3 separate regions of the Hordeum vulgare genome follow, and regions 2 and 3 are each linked to region 1. A link is a contact called in public Hi-C data. All regions are on one chromosome and are shown on one strand. The core of a region is the stretch at or near the end of the contact, and the rest is flanking DNA. Distances in the headings are between cores, read along the strand shown.

Region 1 (3,607 bases), core at 1,025-3,524:
CGAGTAAAGAGACTTGCCGGTAAACGAGATTGAAATAGGTATGCGGATACTGACGATCGAATCTCGGGCAAGTAACATACCGAAGGACAAAGGGAATGACATACGGGATTATACGAATCCTTGGCACTGAGGTTCAAACGATAAGATCTTCGTAGAATATGTAGGATCCAATATGGGCATCCAGGTCCCGCTATTGGATATTGACCGAGGAGTCTCTCGGGTCATGTCTACATAGTTCTCGAACCCGCAGGGTCTGCACACTTAAGGTTCGACGTTGTTTTATGCGTATTTGAGTTATATGGTTGGTTACCGAATGTTGTTCGGAGTCCCGGATGAGATCACGGACGTCACGAGGGTTTCCGGAATGGTCCGGAAACGAAGATTGATATATAGGATGACCTCGTTTGATTACCGGAAGGTTTTCGGAGTTACCGGGAATGTACCGGGAATGACGAATGGGTTCCGGGAGTTCACCGGGGGGGGGGGCAACCCACCCCGGGGAAGCCCATAGGCTTTGGGGAGACACACCAGCCCTTAGTGGGCTGGTGGGACAGCCCCAAAGGGGCCTATGCGCCAAGGATAAGAAATCAAAGGAAAAGAAAAAAAAGAGGGAGGAGGTGGGAAGGGAGGAGGACTCCCTCCCACCAAACCTAGTCCAACTCGGTTTGGGGGGGGGGAGAGTCCTCCCCCTTGGCTCGGCCGACTCCTTGGGGGTCCTTGGACCCCAAGGCAAGGCCCCCCTCCCTCCTCCTATATATATGGAGCAATTAGGGCTGATTTGAGACGACTTTCTCACGGCTGCCCGACCACATACCTCCACGGTTTTTCCTCTAGATCGCGTTTCTGCGGAGCTCGGGCAGAGCCCTGCTGAGACAAGGTCATCACCAACCTCCGGAGCGCCGTCACGCTGCCGGAGAACTCTTCTACCTCTCCGTCTCTCTTCCTGGATCAAGAAGGCCGAGATCACCGTCGAGCTGTACGTGTGCTGAACGCGGAGGTGCCGTCCGTTCGGTACTAGATCGTGGGACTGATCGCGGGATTGTTCGCGGGGCGGATCGAGGGACGTGAGGACGTTCCACTACATCAACCGCGTTCTCTAACGCTTCTGCTGTACGATCTACAAGGGTACGTAGATCACTCATCCCCTCTCGTAGATGGACATCACCATGATAGGTCTTCGTCCGCGTAGGAAAATTTTTGTTTCTCATGCGACGTTCCCCAACACAGATCACCCTGCGCGGCACTGCTAATGGAGATCAAGCGAACCCTCAAAGAGGTGGGAGAACATGCGATATTGCATGTGGTCAGGAGTAGGAATAAAGTTGCTCTTGCCCGTATTGGTCATGTAGATTAGCGAACGGCCGTCTGGCTTCGCTGTACGCCGGTAGAGGTTGATACCTTATGTAAGGAGGACTGTTTTGATCCCATTTAATCAATGAAATTTTTTATTCGCAAAAAAAATAAAAAATCAGATCTGATGGTTTTAAATGTTCAGATCGTAAAACATACAGACTGCCAAAAACACAAAGGGCAGTGCTCTGCGCCGGCGCACCGGCAGAAACCGCGCGCGGGCCGCACGATCCACCAACCCCTGCGCGTCCGCGCCGTTGGATCTCCATGCAACATTTTTCATCCCGATGCAGCAAAATTTCGATGCGATGCAACAATTTTTCAACGGTTGCAACAAAAAACAAAATTTGTAGCAAAAAAAATATCTACGTGATCGTAGCAAAAAAACGAAGCTGATGGTGCGTGGTAGCAAAAGTCAAACGCCGGTTGTAACAAATATTTACGTGACGTGTATGCAACTTTTTTAGTGAACGGTTATAGCAAAAAATGATGCCGGCTGTAGCAAAAATTAACACGGTTGTAGCAAAAGTAAAAAAACATCGATTGTAACGAAAAATCCGAAGAACTGAAGTTGCAACCAAACGTATATGCAGCTTTTTTAGTGGACTAGATGTAGCAAAAAAATAACGCTTACAGCAAAAATAACGTTGGTTGCAACAATTTAAACGAAAAAATGTTACATGCCCAGTCAACAGGCGCGCGGTCGACGCACCGGCCAGAAACGATTCCCAAACACAAATCACTGAAAAGGTTCAGTTTAAGCTTAGTTTACTGTCTAATCCTTTTTTACAAGGAAAGAGAATCCAGAAAATACTGCTGCAGATACAAGGCATTTTCCTGCCAACCATCCGATCGAAAATCAAGGGTCTGACACGAAGTTAGTGTAAGGAAGTCGGGAAAGCCTAGTACTCCTGCCTCGGCGTTGCGTCGGCAGCACACCGCCTCCCGTCCCCTTCGTCGCCGCGCCAGCAGTCAACTCCGCCGCCCCCGGCGACTCGTCGAATGCGGCTGTTCCCAGGCCGCCGCCCGCCGTTGCCGCCACCGTCGTGACCACAGGGGATGCGCGTCGTCCCCTCAGCTTTTCTCCGTCGAGCCGCCTCGATGTCCTCTCACTACAACGTAAATCTCCGTTTGGGCTTCCTCCTCCCTATCAATCCCTGACATCTAAACCCCTTTTACCCTTCTCCCCTTTTGCAGCGCCGAGGATCCTCGCGGCCTCACCGCGGATACTCCTCCCGCCCCCCGCCTCCTTCCGCCTACGCCGACGCCGAGCTCGTCAGCGGCGATTCCCACCTCAGCACTGTGCCCGCTGCCAACGATTCCCTCCGTCGCGGCGGGGGTCCTCGCGCGTCTCCACCGCAGTACAGGCACGGGCCGCAGCTCCAGCCGCCGCCGTACGGATATGGCTATGGTCAACCTCAACCACATCCGCAGCCGCAGCCGCAGGTTCAGCCTTACGGGTTTGTGCCGTACAACTACAGCCATCCGCCGCAGGGGCCGTTCCCAGGCCCTCAGTACGGCTACGGGACTCCAAATCAGTACGGTCACTGGCATCCACAGCCATACAGAGTTGTGCCACCGAATGGAGGGTTCCTGCCACGGAATGCTGGGTTCCGACCTGCGGCGCCGCAGCTGCAATCGAGGCTGGCACAGTACAAACGAGAGTGGCGATCTGTGCAGAAGCTGCCACCGCGCCATGCTGGTACCATCTCAATGCTTAACATTTACTGTATTTATTTGCAGCAATGTGTTGCAAAACCATCTTAGGAGCATTATTCTCAAGTCCAAGCAGTATACTAGTTTTACTTAGAGTGAATTCCACATTTTACCCCCTAGATGTGCATTTGTGACACGAATTACCCCGTCAAGTGGAAATTCATCTAGAATACCCCTTTAAGAAGCTTTAGACACTCATTTTTTTTATGCATGTCCATTAGGGAAGGTGTAAGTTGATGTGTGGGATCCAAAAATATCTGGCCGAGGACGAGGAATGGAACAAATGGACAAGAAAAGTCTGGACATGATGGTCAATAATGCCCTTTGTACTTTACTCATTTTTCTTACGAATCATTTACGCAACATGCAGATCCTATCTAACACAAACAAGCAAAATGAAAAACTGAGGTAATATCATTTAAAAGTCTCTAAAATCTGATGTTCCAGTAGAATTTCCACTAAATGGGGTAATATGTGTCACAAATTTACAACTACAGGGTAAAAAGTGGAATTCACTCTTTTACTTATTATAGTAATTTTT
Region 2 (3,394 bases), core at 141-2,640, 340 kb before region 1:
TTTTTCTATTGGTCTTGCAGCGTCTCAAGGTTCCTATTTACCGTGTAGGTCGCTCGTTAGGCACGTAACACATATTCCAATGCTTATATGGGCCAGCCAGTTTATGCTCTTTTAATATTTGTTTTACACTGGTTTTAGGAAGCTTATATAACCTTGCGTGCCTTTTTTTATCCTTCTTTCTATTTTTATTTTTTTTACTTATTTTTTCCATTTTTTTTTCTAATTTTGGAATCGTGAACAATTTATGAATTCACAAACATTTTTTTCGAGGAATATCTTTGAATATATAAACCAAATGCATGATCCTTTTTCAGATTCACAAACATATTTTGAAATTACGAACATTTTTTGAATATGTGAACATTTTTTCAATTTGTGAACATTTTGTGAAGTTGCTAACATTTTTTTATTTCTGAATACTTTTCTAAATAGTGAATATTTTCCATGTTTACAAATATATTTTTAAATGTATAGACATTTTTATAAATATGTGATTCAAAATCATGAATACATTAATGAATATTTTTTAAATCATGATTTCTTTTCAAATTGGCGTACATTTTTGGAATTCGTGAATATAATTTAAGTTCTTCAATGTTTTAGGAAATCACTAATATATTTTGAATTCAGTAACAATTTTAAAATTTGTGATTTTTTAATCTTAGAAGACTTTTTGTATTCACAAACTTCTTTTGAAACGCGAACATTTTAAAATTCGTGAATATTTTTGGAATTCTTGAACAATTTTTGAAACCATGAACATTTATGAATCCATGACCATTTTTGAAAATCATGAACATTTTTGAAATTTGTGACAAATTTTGTATTCATGAACATTTATTAAATACATGAACACCTTTTGAACATTTTTAAATTCATGATTATTTAATAAATTTATTAAATTTATTTGAATTCCTGAATATTTTTCAACTTTACTAATATTTTATGAATTCATGAACCTATTTTTTCAAACCATGGACATTTTCATACTTTCAACTATTTTCAGAATCTTCAAAAACTTTTTGAAATATTTTTATAAATTCACTAACGTTTTTTATATTTCTAGAATATTTTCTTTAAAATTCTTATATGATTATTAACTTTGGTAAACATTTTATTAATTTAGTAAATAAAAAGCAAAAAAAAAAAAGGAATGCGACCGCGTCCGGGGCGAGCCGCAGGAGTGTGGCTGCGTGTTTGCTCGCAGTCCATCGCTCCATGCGGTGATTAGGAGCCCCCCTCAAGACTAGCACGTGACCCGGACTGACACGATCCCCTCTCCCGCAAAACAATAAAGAAATATACGATCTCCTCTGCGCCGTCCATAACCAGATCGGACGGAGCGCATACCTTCTGGCCCCAGCAAGGCTGGTTGGTCCCCGTGCAGACCACGCACACATCTTCTCCTCCATCGCACCCCGACTCTCTCTCCTTCCCCAGTCACCGATCCAACCATCCCAAAGAGAGAGAAAGAAAATCCCCGATCCAGCACCGAGCGCGCACCGGTGGAGATCGTGGTGGGAGGATGTCGTCGGACTACTCGTCGTCGTGGGCGCGCGCGCTCGTGCATATCTCGCCCTACACCTTCTCCGCCATCGGCATCGCCGTCTCCATCGGCGTCTCTGTCCTCGGCGCAGCATGGTGAGACCTAATCTTCCCCCCCTTCCGGGCATCGCCTCGCTGGATCTGCTGCGCGCATCTTCTCATACTGCCCCACTGTGGTTTTGCTGCTGTCAGGGGGATCTTCATCACGGGGAGCAGCCTCATCGGGGCCGCCATCAAGGCGCCCAGGATCACCTCCAAGAACCTCATCAGGTGAGGGAATCTCTGGAGCCTTGCTAACCTGGTGGGCCTGATTTGTCTCGACGCCGTCTCCTCTGCACTGCGGTAGCTAGATTTGGCCTTGCTTGGTGGGTGGGCTCTGGGCTGTGAGCTCTTGACTTTTGTCTACCTTAAACTTGATGATGCGTGGTTGCGTCCAGGAGATGGATTGGCCATTGTTTCTTCTGTTAGTTAGCATTGTGTTACATGAAATTAAGCGTCCGATGTTTGAGTAGAGCAAACCACCTTGCTTCTGATGGTAAATTATTCAACTAGCTTGGAGGGGCTGATATTCCTTCCATGGTGAATCACTTTCGGTGTTTATACGATTAGTTGACTTACATCTCTTAGTAGGAAGAATCGGACATTATCTCATTGCAAACTATCCATGGGTAAATGCACTGATGATATTCTAACAAATGCCAAAGACAAGGGCGTGCAATTGTTGTTGCCTGTGAAGAAATTTTCGTGGTTATGTCAGACACGCCTAATTTGGATATAGGTCCGTATGTCCATTGTTGTGTCAGTCACCCATCCTGAATCCTCACATTTCGCACTTGTTTAGTCTCGTTTTAATAAACCAATTTAACCGTCTCGTTTTAATAAACCAATTTAACCGTTATGTAAGTCGTGACAAACGCTCTGCATGCTGGCAACGCACGAAGGCCAGATACTGCTATCAACTTCTACTGGAATCATGATAGATAGAAAGTCAAAGCAGGAGGCTTATTTTCTTTTGTTTGTTTTGCGGTTCCTCTGTTATGTTAGGCCCATCAAGTTCTTACAGTGGTCGTGTGGGATCTGGTCTAGTTCCTTAGTTTGTCTTTATAATTTGATTCGTCATTGAACCTGTGTTTGTGGCTTTTATTCTTCTCTTGTTTTGTTGGAGGGCATGTTCGTTAGAATGGTAGGCAGTATAACAAAGGAAAACTAGTGTTTTGGCTCTACATCTACAATTGGATGTAGCACAAACACCCTCTATGTCGTTAGAGGAAGAAGGATGTGAGTTCATATGATGTATTGGAGAAACACTAGTCTGATAGTAACCAGGGAGCTAGACTGCCATTTTGTATACACTAGATCATATGCTTCAATAATATTGGAGATACTAGTTGGCTGTTAGTTCTTCAGTGTCCCAATTTCTTCAGTAGACCAGACCATATTTCACATTCTGTGTAGTCCAACCAATAATACAGATTTAGTCAACAACAACAACAACAACAATAACAAACCAAGTCCGATAGTAACCAGGGAGCTAGACTGCCATTTTGTATACACTAGATCATATGCTTCAACAACAAACACTAGTCTGATAGTAATCAGGGAACTAGACTGCCATTATGTATACACTAGGTCATACGCTTCAATAATATTGGAGATATTAGTTGACTGTTAGTTCTGCAGTGTCACAATTTCTTCAGTAGACAAGACCATATTTCACATTCTGTATAGTCCAACCAATAATACAGATGTAGTCAACAACAACAACAACAACAATTACAACAGTAACAAACCAAGTCATGGTACTAGCATGTGGATAGCTAACTTCCGCGCACCCCTGTCCATGGTTAGT
Region 3 (3,661 bases), core at 582-3,081, 380 kb after region 1:
GTGAGACCGATATATAAAACTCGGTGGCACCGAAAAGGTGACTAACGGTCAGATGGCCAATCTCGGTGAGACCGATATATAGAACTCGGTGGCACCGAAAAGGTGACTAACGGTCAGATGGCCAAACTCGGTGGCACCGATACTCAAACTCAGAAATTCCGACTTGCTGTATCTTAGCAACAGAATGTTCGTCACACTGAACTCGGTAGCACCGATGCAGTTTCGGTTGCACCGATTTGGTGGGAATGGCTAGGGTTCTGTCTGAGGTTTAAACTCGGTGGGTCTGATATGGGAATGTTTGTGACACCGAATTTGTGTATGTGGATCTTGACAGAATGGATATGTGGGAAAAATGACTGAGTGTTTTGGTGGCTAACTTTGAGCATTTGAGCAATCAGTTCATTTTACTACCTCACCCCCTTTTAATAGTATTGGCTTTCCTATGGACTCAAAAGTGATTTCTTACAAATATAAAATAAAGAATCTTCTAGCTTGAAGCTTGAGCCAATATTATTCCTTTCTTGCATCTAGGGGTATCTCCACATAAACCTTAAGCCATAGCATCTTTTGAACTTTTCTAAAATACACTTGGAAAACACATTAGTCCAATGATGCATATATTGTGATCAATTATCAAAACCACCCTAGGGAGCAATTGTGCTTTCACGTACTAGTCCATCGTCGGAGGAGCACATGATTTTTAATCTGAGCCTCTTGGATATACACACTCAAGGACTATTGCAATTATAGCACACAACATAAACATAATTACGAACGTGAAAATATATAATAACATTTAATATTGCCTCCAGGGCATATCGCAACAGTTACAACTATAGGTGGCCAAATGGGTCGTTGTTATTGATCCGGCCCACGAGCATGCATGCCCGACACATGACTAAATAGGTCGTACCTAGCTCGTGGTGAGCCATGTGTTGTGGTTATCCATCGAGGCGAGGTCCGCAGGCTGGCATGACATGGCTCGTTCATTTTTATTACCAAGTTATTGACCCAAAAGGCGAAAATGGCCTCAGAACAACCCAAAGGCCGAAAAACATGCATGTCGGTCGGCTCATTTACCATGCGTGTCATGCTCGGCTGCCGAGGTGGGGTTTATTGTCGGCACAACATGACCCACTTATAAACAGACCTGCAAGTGCTACATGACATGAACCATAGGTGCTCAAAGGCCCAACACACACCTAAATGGGCTAGTTTTGGCCTTTTGGTCCAATAACTTGGTAAAAACAAGTGAGATTAAGAAAAAAAAACGTGTCGTCTATGTTGGCCCGTGAGCCTTACCTCGACCCTTTTAAATAGTATGCTGGGTTAGACCCATTATGTGCGGGACACGTGTGCTCACGGGCCGACCTCGTAAAAACAACCCGGATAGTTATAACAAGAACATCATTTATGTAAAAAAAAACAGGTGCAAACCAACATGTGGTAGGATGGAGAGAGACTGTGGTAGGATGGTTAGAGAGACAATGATATCTCAACTTATTGGGGATCAAGTCCTCGTGCTTTCATTATTCCTGGATTTATTTCAGGATTTCCGGCGATACGTTTTCAGTGGAGAAGACGTTTTCATCAACGACGAGGCGCCTACGGTGATTTCATAAATCTCAATATGACGGCTCAGTCTTTCGGAGGTACTCATAGAGATAGGATGTGCATATGTACATTTATAGAAGTGAATGTATGCCTGTGTATATGACCGATTGCGTCTTTTTTTCTAAAATAAACAGGTTCTTCTAACAAAAAACAGGAATACCCGACACTGTTTCACTTGCCAAGAAGGCGCGCGTTTATAACAGCTGCAACAAGATCCGAGAAGACATTTACCCATCTCTTCACGCGGCCGGCCTAACTCTCGCCTTGCCGCTGCGGGACGCTTGCTCCGCCCCGAAGCTTCCCTTCCCCGATTCTCCGCCGCGGCTGTTTCTGTCGCCGGTCAAGATGATGTCCGGCGGTGGCTACTCCGCCCTCGACGACCCCAAAGCCTCCGGATCCGTCCCGGTAAGCACCCATCAACCCCTCGCCCATCGTTCATCTCTTCTCGCGCCTCACCTCTCACGTCTCGCGCAGGCGGCGACGGGGCCAGATCCGCAGACCATCAAGTTCACCGAGTCCAACCTCCAGACCTTCCCACCCTCTGAAGCCAAGGGCAAGATCTCTGGCGCCTACCGCCCGCCCACTGACTCAGACGGTGAAATCAGATCTCCTCCTCTCTACTCTCTGCTCTGACATCGGATCTCCATCGTGGATCTGACTTTGTTCTAGCGGCTGTGCAGACACCTTCTCGTCCAAGGTTGGAGGGGCAGGCGGAGGCAGGGGTAGCGATGGTGGATCGGACGATGCCGCGCAGGGCGGCTGGTTCCGCATGTTCTCCGTAGCGGCCTACAAGCCCTACTTCGACGTTGACACGTCCGATGTCGTGGAGAGGATCTGGGAGTCGGTCTTCCCCTTCCGCGGCAACTTCACAGAGAAGACTTCGGACAAACCCGACCTGTATGCTTTAGCCGCATCCCCCTACTTTATATATGTTTGCTTCATTCTCTTGTTGACAATAAGATCTGTATGCTTGAGAATGAATGTGGCAAGATTAGTAAAATGTTAGAATGCTTTAGTGTTTTTGCTGGGCATGAATCCTGATATACCGTCTTAGTTGTGGAATGTGAGTGTGTTGTTGATCTAGTAGTAGTTAAGAATAAGGTTTTAGTTTCATGAACCAGTTCCTTCTGTGGCTGATCATTCCATAAGCTCTGGGTTCTGGTATAGTGGGATATTGCTCTTGATTCACCTGATCTCCACAGTGTTGATTAATGCTTGTGAACAGTCGGAATGCTGTTAAGATAATTCCTTGGCCTTGAAATGGTCTTCTAATGGTAGGCCCTTTCTTTAGAAGAGGGAGCAGGGTTTATTTCACAGCACGGGGTGTGACATTGGTTGCTGTTTGCTTTTCTTACAAGTGTAAAATACTGGACATTTTCCTGTGGTATCCTGATGGAAAGCTAATCGTTTAGTGGCAGATATTTCCTAGGATTATTTCCTTTAATCCTAGGTATAATTTGTAGAAGCCTTGAAATATTCAAATGCTTACATTAAGGTTTCATTTCAGCTGTTTTGTTGGACATCTGTGTTCAGTTAAATTAAGTAGACTGTTTCATTTCATTAGTTTGTGGCATAGTGACCATGGTGTGAATGTATCTATCCTGATCCTTGCTACAGCAAATAATAATACAAGTCCTAAATCATATCAAGTTAGGACAGTACTGGTTCACAACAATTAAGTGATCGTAACTGATAATCGGATATGATCATCCATAAATAGCTTCATATGTGCAGAGTATTCTTTGTGGTGCTATCAACTATATTTGTGCCACATATTTTATTGCCTTCGTCTAAATTTCACAACAATAATAGGATCCACGCGTGCTGGTTTATATTAGCAGTTTGCCATGTTTTGATTTATCTAAACTGTTGATTCTGTGGAAGATTTTATTTATACAAAGAATTAAATTTATAATTCTTTGTTAATGAATGTTATATGTTGAATTCAGTGAATCATTAAGAATTGTAAATTTGAACTCTTAATCAATTTACTTTGGAATTGTTGACATTGCGTATATGCCTGCTATTTCTTATTATAGCTTGTTTT

What was found. Hi-C and Micro-C count contacts between places; a contact is called where the count stands out from the background.
Region 2: a Hi-C map of seedling shows a contact between it and region 1, with 2.2 times the contacts expected there. The contact joins the promoter of LOC123443856 here to the promoter of LOC123443857 in region 1. A contact is called at or near these places in 2 of 6 Hi-C or Micro-C datasets (leaf and seedling) and 1 of 1 datasets of contacts at active chromatin or transcription factors (embryo).
Region 3: a contact with region 1 is called in a Hi-C map of leaf, with 4 times the contacts expected there. The contact joins the promoter of LOC123443858 here to the promoter of LOC123443857 in region 1. A contact is called at or near these places in 2 of 6 Hi-C or Micro-C datasets (leaf and seedling) and 1 of 1 datasets of contacts at active chromatin or transcription factors (embryo).

Annotation. Positions count from the first base shown.
Region 1 is chr3H:359,314,841-359,318,447 of MorexV3_pseudomolecules_assembly, forward strand. LOC123443857 (carbon catabolite repressor protein 4 homolog 6) reads left to right here and starts at 2,275. Exons shown (of 15, transcript XM_045120395.1): 1 at 2,275-2,469; 2 at 2,548-3,052. The coding sequence starts at 2,410.
Region 2 is chr3H:358,974,939-358,978,332 of MorexV3_pseudomolecules_assembly, forward strand. It overlaps LOC123443856 (V-type proton ATPase subunit c''2), which reads left to right and starts at 1,391. Exons shown (of 4, transcript XM_045120394.1): 1 at 1,391-1,641; 2 at 1,738-1,815. The coding sequence starts at 1,526.
Region 3 is chr3H:359,695,754-359,699,414 of MorexV3_pseudomolecules_assembly, forward strand. LOC123443858 (protein YIPF1 homolog) reads left to right here and starts at 1,832. Exons shown (of 5, transcript XM_045120396.1): 1 at 1,832-2,019; 2 at 2,089-2,209; 3 at 2,295-2,511. The coding sequence starts at 1,960.